Linked DNA regions of Sus scrofa: region 1 is linked to region 2. A link is a contact called in public Hi-C data. All regions are on one chromosome and are shown on one strand. The core of a region is the stretch at or near the end of the contact, and the rest is flanking DNA. Distances in the headings are between cores, read along the strand shown.

Region 1 (3,206 bases), core at 442-2,941, 830 kb after region 2:
AACTCCTTGGGCAGTGGTTCGTTCCTCCATAAAATGGGTATAGTCATAAAATGTTGACTTTAGAAAAAGAGAGCTCAGTTCTGTAGCCTGGGGTGAAATCCATGTTAGAGTCCTGATAAAGACAGTCTTGACTGAGAATGCCAGGACTGGGTCCTTATTTTCCTGTCACTGGTGTCTCTCAATAGGGCAGACTTTCTGCAGAACTCGGATGGCACCCTTAGTAATGGCCTAGGGGTGGGGTGGGATTGAAGCAGGGGTCCACTCTTAGGGCATTGATGCTATATGGACCCTCTCTTAATGCTAGAACCCAGAGAAAGCAGATTCTTACATAGTTCCTAAGCAGTAGATCACTGGAAGGAAAACCTTCAACTTCTGAAAGTTTTAAGGACATGGAAATACTTCATTTTAGACATTCGCTTGGGTTTGTGCATTTAAAAATTTTTGAAAGGTCACAATGTTGCATTTCTAGGCGAGCTCAACTAAAATGTTTGGAGAATGGATTCTGATTAATTTACTTTTCTAGGTACCTTAAGGGGCACCAGAGATTCTTCTCGATTCAAGCCAGTGAAATCTGATTTCTGTAACTTGGGTGCTCGTGGCTGTGTCTTGGTTCTCAGATGGAGCCTGGGAGATGATGGGGTGAAGAGCCACTAGCCACTGATCCCCAAATAATCCCTGACATTTCATGAAGCATGCCCAAAAGATGAATGCTGAAAAAACGCATTACCTTGGCTCTTTTTAAAATTGCATTCGTATTAATTGAGGCTTGACTCATTGGAGGTGGTTGTGAAGATGAAGGGGATGGAATGAGGCAGAATGTGGCCCATTGTTAGTAAATGATGATCAATTATAGATGTTGTTATGGGTTTGCATTTTTGTTTTTGCGCAATGATTTTTCTAAAATATATTGGTACCTATCTAGGCTGACCTTGAAGTAAAATACTACAACTTCATAAAACCAAAACATGAACGGAAAAGACATCTCCATTTCTCACTATGAGTAGGTTTCAAATCTCTTATTGGGAAGATTTAAATGTAAGTTGGAAGAAGTAGGACAGAGGTCACATCTTCCCCTGTTGGACATTCTTTCTGATGAATAAGTATTAAAACTGCTTTGAATTTGGTTTCCCCCTCAGATAAGGATTTATTTTTTTCCATAAGGTCTTTTCTTTGCACCTGAAGGAGCATTGAGGGTGAAAAATAGAGGCCTGTTTCCTGTTCCTAACTGGAGGCCTCGAAGGTTGTCAAACCAGAGCAACAACTCTGTGGGATTTATGCCTGGGACCTGTCAAAGTAAAATTATCATAGCAAACCCTCTCTGCTATCAATCAAAGGGGTATTGGGGATGGCAAGGGCAGGCATTTTTCAAATTTCTTTACTGTGCATATTTAGTCTTGTGCCTGGGGGAGGAAGAGTGCCTTTGAACAGTTCTTGTAGATTTCTTTTCCATCAGATGGCAGCTCGCAGAACTACTTAATCTTCCCCACAGGGCTTCTCTCATTGGCCAGCTGAGAATGCAGCTGGGGAAGACAGTGGGAGTGGGGGTGCACAGGGAGAGATGACAGAGACAATCCAATGGCACAATCTGGACAAGAAGGACACGCTGTGTGACTCCGGTGGCCCCCATGTCCTGCCTTAGAAAGTGTGCTGTCTCTTGCAGGGTGTAGGTCTTCCCTTCCTAAGGGATCACGTGGGCATGTAGCAACCAAACCCAGAGCCATGCTGCCATCCAGGCCCCAGCGATGTGAGTGCTCTGTCTTTTGCAGGCGTTTCCCACATTTGTCAAGGCAGAGGTTGCAGGGGGACGGACCAGGAACAGGGGGCACCCATTCATCCCTGTCTGTCAGAGCTCTGCTTTGTCATGATAACATGCACGGAGCCGATTTATCTCTCTGGCTACTGGAGGTTAAGGCAAGGGTAACCCAAAGAAGAGAAGAAATCCTGTTTGAAAAGTTTACAAATCCTGCCGGGAGGGCTGTAAACAGAGTTCAGCTGGTGGTGGAATGTGTAAAATACTGCCACACTGATAGGGACCCGATTCCCCGGCACTAGAAATCCACTCGTGTAAACAGAGGAACGGTTGCTGAGAATCGGGTCTGTTTTGGCTTAAAGGCTGAGGAACACATTGCCTTCAAAGTGAATTCTTAGGTGTCACTTCCCATAAGTTATGGCCGAAGATTACAAAGCTACTGATATAACATATTAGTTTGATGGACAGAATTATACCCCCAACGCTTCCTGCTCTCCCCGGTGACGCACACTAACTTAGTGTACTGTGACAGCTGCCTTGATTTACCACCGGCCCGGGAGGCCAGCCGGGAGAGGGAATGTTCACATGCATGCAGGGCCTGAGACTGGCCCGGAGCCGAGTTTATAAAGCTGCCCTGTAATTCACCACAAATGTGTCACCATTAAAAGAGGAAAAAAGGATTGCAGATAATAAATACTCTCTAATTTATTAGCTAACAACAAAGAGATCAGAGCCAGTGGTGATGTGATTGTTTGACATAATATTGTCAAGGAGAAAAAAAAAAAAAAAAAAAAAAAGGCAAAGTTGACCAGAGAGGTAAATTACACATTCAAGCAGATGTATCAACTCTTGGCTTGTCACAGGCCTGGCTCAACAAAACACCAAACAGAGGAGGGAACTGGCAGAGAGCAGAGTCATTTATCTCTGAAAGAGACATATTCAAGAGCAAGTGAAATAAGACATAGTTCTTTTGGACTTGGTCAGAGGCCAGGTTTTAACTGTTATAAATTAACTGTTTTGTGTATTGGATCTGGCAATGGTCGGGAGTTGTTGAATTTTTCTGCCTGTCTTAAACTCATGGTTTGGTCAGCTGACGTTTTTGTCTTTGCAACAAGGTACCACAGCATTCTGGTAATTAGAGTAGCTATCAGAAAGGGGGCTTTTGTATGGGGTCTTTTAGAAAATCAGTGGCTTTGGAAGATGTTTTCATTGCCATCATTTTTTGATTCCCTCCTCTGCAGTTATTTAGCAATAATCCTGCAGGACACCAGGCCAGGATTTGCAGTCATGTTAGAGTCATGGCATCTCAGTTCTGGAGGAAGTGTTTGGTCTTACATCCCACCCAGGATACGTAGATCCCTGTGCAGCCAGGGCTGGAGCACTGCCAGGGACCCAGAGCATCTGCTGCGCGTGATTACAAATGGGCTCAGAATCACCCAGTGCCCGCTGGGCTTTT
Region 2 (3,691 bases), core at 655-3,154:
GACGGAGGAGAGTTTGGAAGAGGGCGAGGGGTCGGGCTTCCCGATCTGCGAGCATGTTTGGGCCAACAGCGCCAGCGGGCTCTTCTTGGCATCAAGCTGTGGGGTCAGACGTGGGGGGGGGGGGGAAACAAAGAAAGAAGGGGAAACCCTTTAGAATCCTGGCTTTTAGGTTTCAAACGCACCTCTGTAATGACCTGCAAAGATCCTCCCAGCCCCAAGGCGCAATTCTAGGCGACACCCCTTCTACATACACACATTCTTGCTTTTGAGAAAGGCGACAGCACCCTTCCCCCCCCCCCCCCAACCCCACCATCAGGATCTTCTCCGTCCTCTCAGGGATAAATGGATTTGGAAACAAAACAAAACAAAACAAACCGCACAAAATGTTTTGGTTTCTGACTCTTTGACCTAGAACTGTAGCCCTCTCCCCCACCCCATCCCTAATTCTTCCGAGTAAGGGCTAGGGCAGTTGGCGCCTTAGAGGCTGTGCACAAATAACCAGCTTCTGGGGAACCGGAGGACTGCGACTTTGGAACCAACCATATTTTGGACTCCAGTAGGTCTTCTGGGCTGAAAGTAAGGGGGCCTGAGTCGTGGAAGGCGTTTTAATACCAAAGGGAGAAACAAGTTTTGGCTGCCTTGTCTCTCAGCATTCACACCCCGTTCTACCTCCTCCCCCCTTTCCACCCTAGTTTTAAGGTGCGGGAGCACTATCCTCTCCCCCCATCCCGAAGCTGAATCACTCCGATACCCCCACCTTCCAACCCCCAGATCCCGAGAGCAGCAGCCGGGTGGTGGTCCCAGCGCGATCCGGGGATAGGGTCTTTACCTCTATGGGGCTGACAGGAGTGGAAGGCAAGGGCTGCAGGTATTCGGGGTGCAAAATGTGGCCAGTCCGTGCGGTCAGCATCTTCAGCACCTTGATAGGCAGGCGGTTAGCCTGGCGGAGAGGGTCAGAGGGGGGCACGGCGTGCACAAAAGGCTTGGTGCTGCCGGCCGGGGACGAGCCTGGGCCGGGGCCGGAGCTATTTCCAGAGAGCGCGCTGGTCCAGGCAGGGTCCGCACTGCTGCCGCCGCCGCCGCCGCTGTGCTTACTGCTTCTTAGGGCAGAAAGCGAGGGCGCTGTGCTCATGACCCACCCGCGCGCATGGGAGCAGCGGGGGGAGGGCTCCGCGAGGCGCGGGGCGGGCTCGGGGCTGCGCGCTCGCCCGGGGAGCAGGAGCAGCAGGAGGAGCTGGCGAGGCGGCCACCGGCGCCCAGCGCGCCTTCTCGGCGCCTGGAGCCAGAAGCGAATAATCCTGGGTGGCCCGCAGCGGAGCCGTGGCCGAGCGGGAGGAGCCGGCCCGACTGCGGGAGTGCCGGGTGGCTCGCCGTATCCGCCTCGGGCTGTGCCCCTGCGCTGCGCACTCGCGGCCCGGCGCTGGCGCTGCGCTCTGCGATGTGAGCCGCTGCCTGTCCAGCCGGGGCTCTGGCGAGGAAACTCACTTCAAAAGCAGCTGCACCGAGGGGGAGATTAAAGCCTTTGCCGCCTTCCAATCAAATGGGAGCCCGAGGTGATTGGAGGGTCAAGGGGATGTGACGCGTCCCGCGCCGCTGCTGCCGCCGCCGCCAGGACTCTCAGCACTGGTTTTAATGGGCAGCTCCCACTTCGCCTCTCCCCCTGCGTGTCCCCTCCCTTGATTTCGCTCGGAGGACGAGCTGGACATTTATTCTACGTTTGCTATCTGCCGCCTCCCTCTTTTTTCTTCCTCGTCGTCCTTCCTTTCCCCAGCTCGAGAATAAACTGAAACCTTTTGCAGGAGGGTGCGTATGAGGAATAGATTGAGGGTGTTCGTAAGGAGCTCCGGCAGGAATCTGGACCACAGCCGGACTGTCAACTCCAGGGACGCACAGGGGGCGCACACAGTAAATATTCTCTCCTCCTCCTCAGTAACTGAAATCAATTGCGGTGCGGCCGCCTGGGTAAGGAAAGGTGGGGAGCAGGCGTTGGAGTTGGTCCGGCTGCCCGCCCGCTTTGATTTCTTGAGATTCGGCGGCGGAGAAACCAGAAGTCAGGTGGGAAGAGGAGGCGGTGGAGGCACGTCTCCGCTGGGTGTGCTAGGCTCCCCGCCCTTCCCGGCCACGTGACGCCCGGGGATGCGCAGATTGGGGCAGGAGCGGGGGTCACATGTTTCCTCTGTTTCACACTCAGCGCCCCCCCCCATTCTTACTCTCCCCTGCCACCCTCTCTTCTTCTCCCCCCTCCCCACCAGTTCTTTGGGCATCTCCACCCCTCCATCAATTGTCAATGTTCCTCGACCGCAATCAATCAGTTATTTGTCAGCTCTTGTCAATCCGCCGGTGATTTATGTCAGCTTTTGTTGCTGATTACAAGGCGGGTGCGACTTGAAGGGAAAAAGAGGGAGAGAGAGACGGAGAGGAAGAGACCGAGGGGGAATTGGAAGAGGGGGAAAGAGGAGCAGCCTCCTGGGATGAGAGCTGGGGGCTCTAAGAAAAAGAATGGAAGAGGAGAAAGACGCTCAGTGTCGGGAAAATGAATAGTGAGAGTAAAGTGCGCAGGTGCGCCCAGGGCGCCGGGAGGGGTGCTCTGGCCTGGGGTGTGCGCCTCGTTCCTTTCGATATCGGAGATAGGTACACCCTTCCACCTCTGGGTTTCCTGTCCATTGGGGCCGCGGAGTTAGGAGCCGCTCCGGGTATCGAGACGGGCGGTGGCGACGTCTAACACGGGAGATTTCCACCCCTACCCCCAGCCCCCAGTCAAGATAGTCCCTCCTGGACGTGTAGCGTTCAGTCTTTAGGCTGCCCTGCCGCGGACCCCACCCCGCGTAGTGCCGGGACCCTAAACTCGGAGACTTCTAAGAGCCACACCACCAATATAACCTTGAGTCCTGGAGGTCAATGATGGGGTACCCCTAGCCTCAATTCTTTGACGTCTCCACAATCGTGGCTAGGGCTAGGAGGCTACAAAGAAGAGGCCTGACCGTGTGTGTTTGGGAGAGATACATTTCAGGCTCACTCATGCCCCCTCCTCAACCCTTCCTTCACCTTGCGCCATCCCCGCAGGCTAGATAGCCGGTGTTACTCCCCTCTGCCCGCTAGAATTTATTGGAACGCCGAGCCGGGACTGACCTGCTCAGAGAAAGCAGAAAGAAGGAACGAGAGAGGGAGGGAGTGGCTGCCTGTGGGAACACTGGCTCTTCCAGGGAAGCGGAGCGGGACTGCCGCGTTCCCCTCGATTTGCACCGTCACTCGGGCTGTTTGGAAGGAAGAGGGGAGGCGCTGTGCGCGACTCTGAGTACCTGGATCTGGGTGCAGAAGTGTGCATGAATGCCTGTGCCGCTGTGTGAGTTGTCAGGGCTTTGGTAGCGTTGGGAGCGAGTTCGGGGGTCACCTCCAAAAACTCGCAGAAACTGGAAGGGGTCGAGAGCGAGGACACATCCCCTTCCTCGGAAGGACTTGGAAGACTTTGAATCTACCCTCCCCCACTTTTCCGCCCCGGCTCTTCTTTTGTTGTCAAGTCCTTTTGATAAATGGTGGGGCAGGGAGCGCAGGGGAGCCGGGAGCCAGTTTGTATCCGCGCTGGGGGGTGCGGGGGCTGGGCCTGGAGAGCCGGTTTCCACCGGCGCTCACCCGCCGCTGAGCCCCTTGGGCGTGGAAGTCGGGTGTGGGACTTGCCCTCGGCGTGCTCGCC

What was found. A called contact is a pair of places that touch in the nucleus more often than the background predicts.
Region 1: a Hi-C map of embryonic fibroblasts shows a contact between it and region 2, with 2.9 times the contacts expected there. The contact joins the enhancer-like site here to the promoter of ZNF503 in region 2. A contact is called at or near these places in 4 of 47 Hi-C or Micro-C datasets (embryonic fibroblasts, mesenteric adipose tissue, omental adipose tissue and 1 more) and 1 of 2 datasets of contacts at active chromatin or transcription factors (skeletal muscle).

The regions. Positions count from the first base shown.
Region 1 is chr14:78,754,335-78,757,540 of Sscrofa11.1, forward strand. All of the region lies in intron 5 of LRMDA (a long non-coding RNA gene), which reads left to right. Among named protein-coding and RNA genes, the nearest start is that of LRMDA, 800 kb to the left of the region's middle. Within about 2 kb of position 1,692, at least 28 of the 83 cell types and tissues checked have an H3K27ac peak or open chromatin away from gene starts, as enhancers often do. A contact at or near this core is called in embryonic fibroblasts and skeletal muscle, where this site is marked.
Region 2 is chr14:77,926,850-77,930,540 of Sscrofa11.1, forward strand. ZNF503 (zinc finger protein 503) reads right to left here and starts at 1,905. Exons shown (of 2, transcript XM_021073148.1): 1 at 830-1,905; 2 at 1-96. The coding sequence starts at 1,132. It overlaps LOC106506044 (a long non-coding RNA gene), which reads left to right and starts at 2,571. Exons shown (of 3, transcript XR_001301017.2): 1 at 2,571-3,343.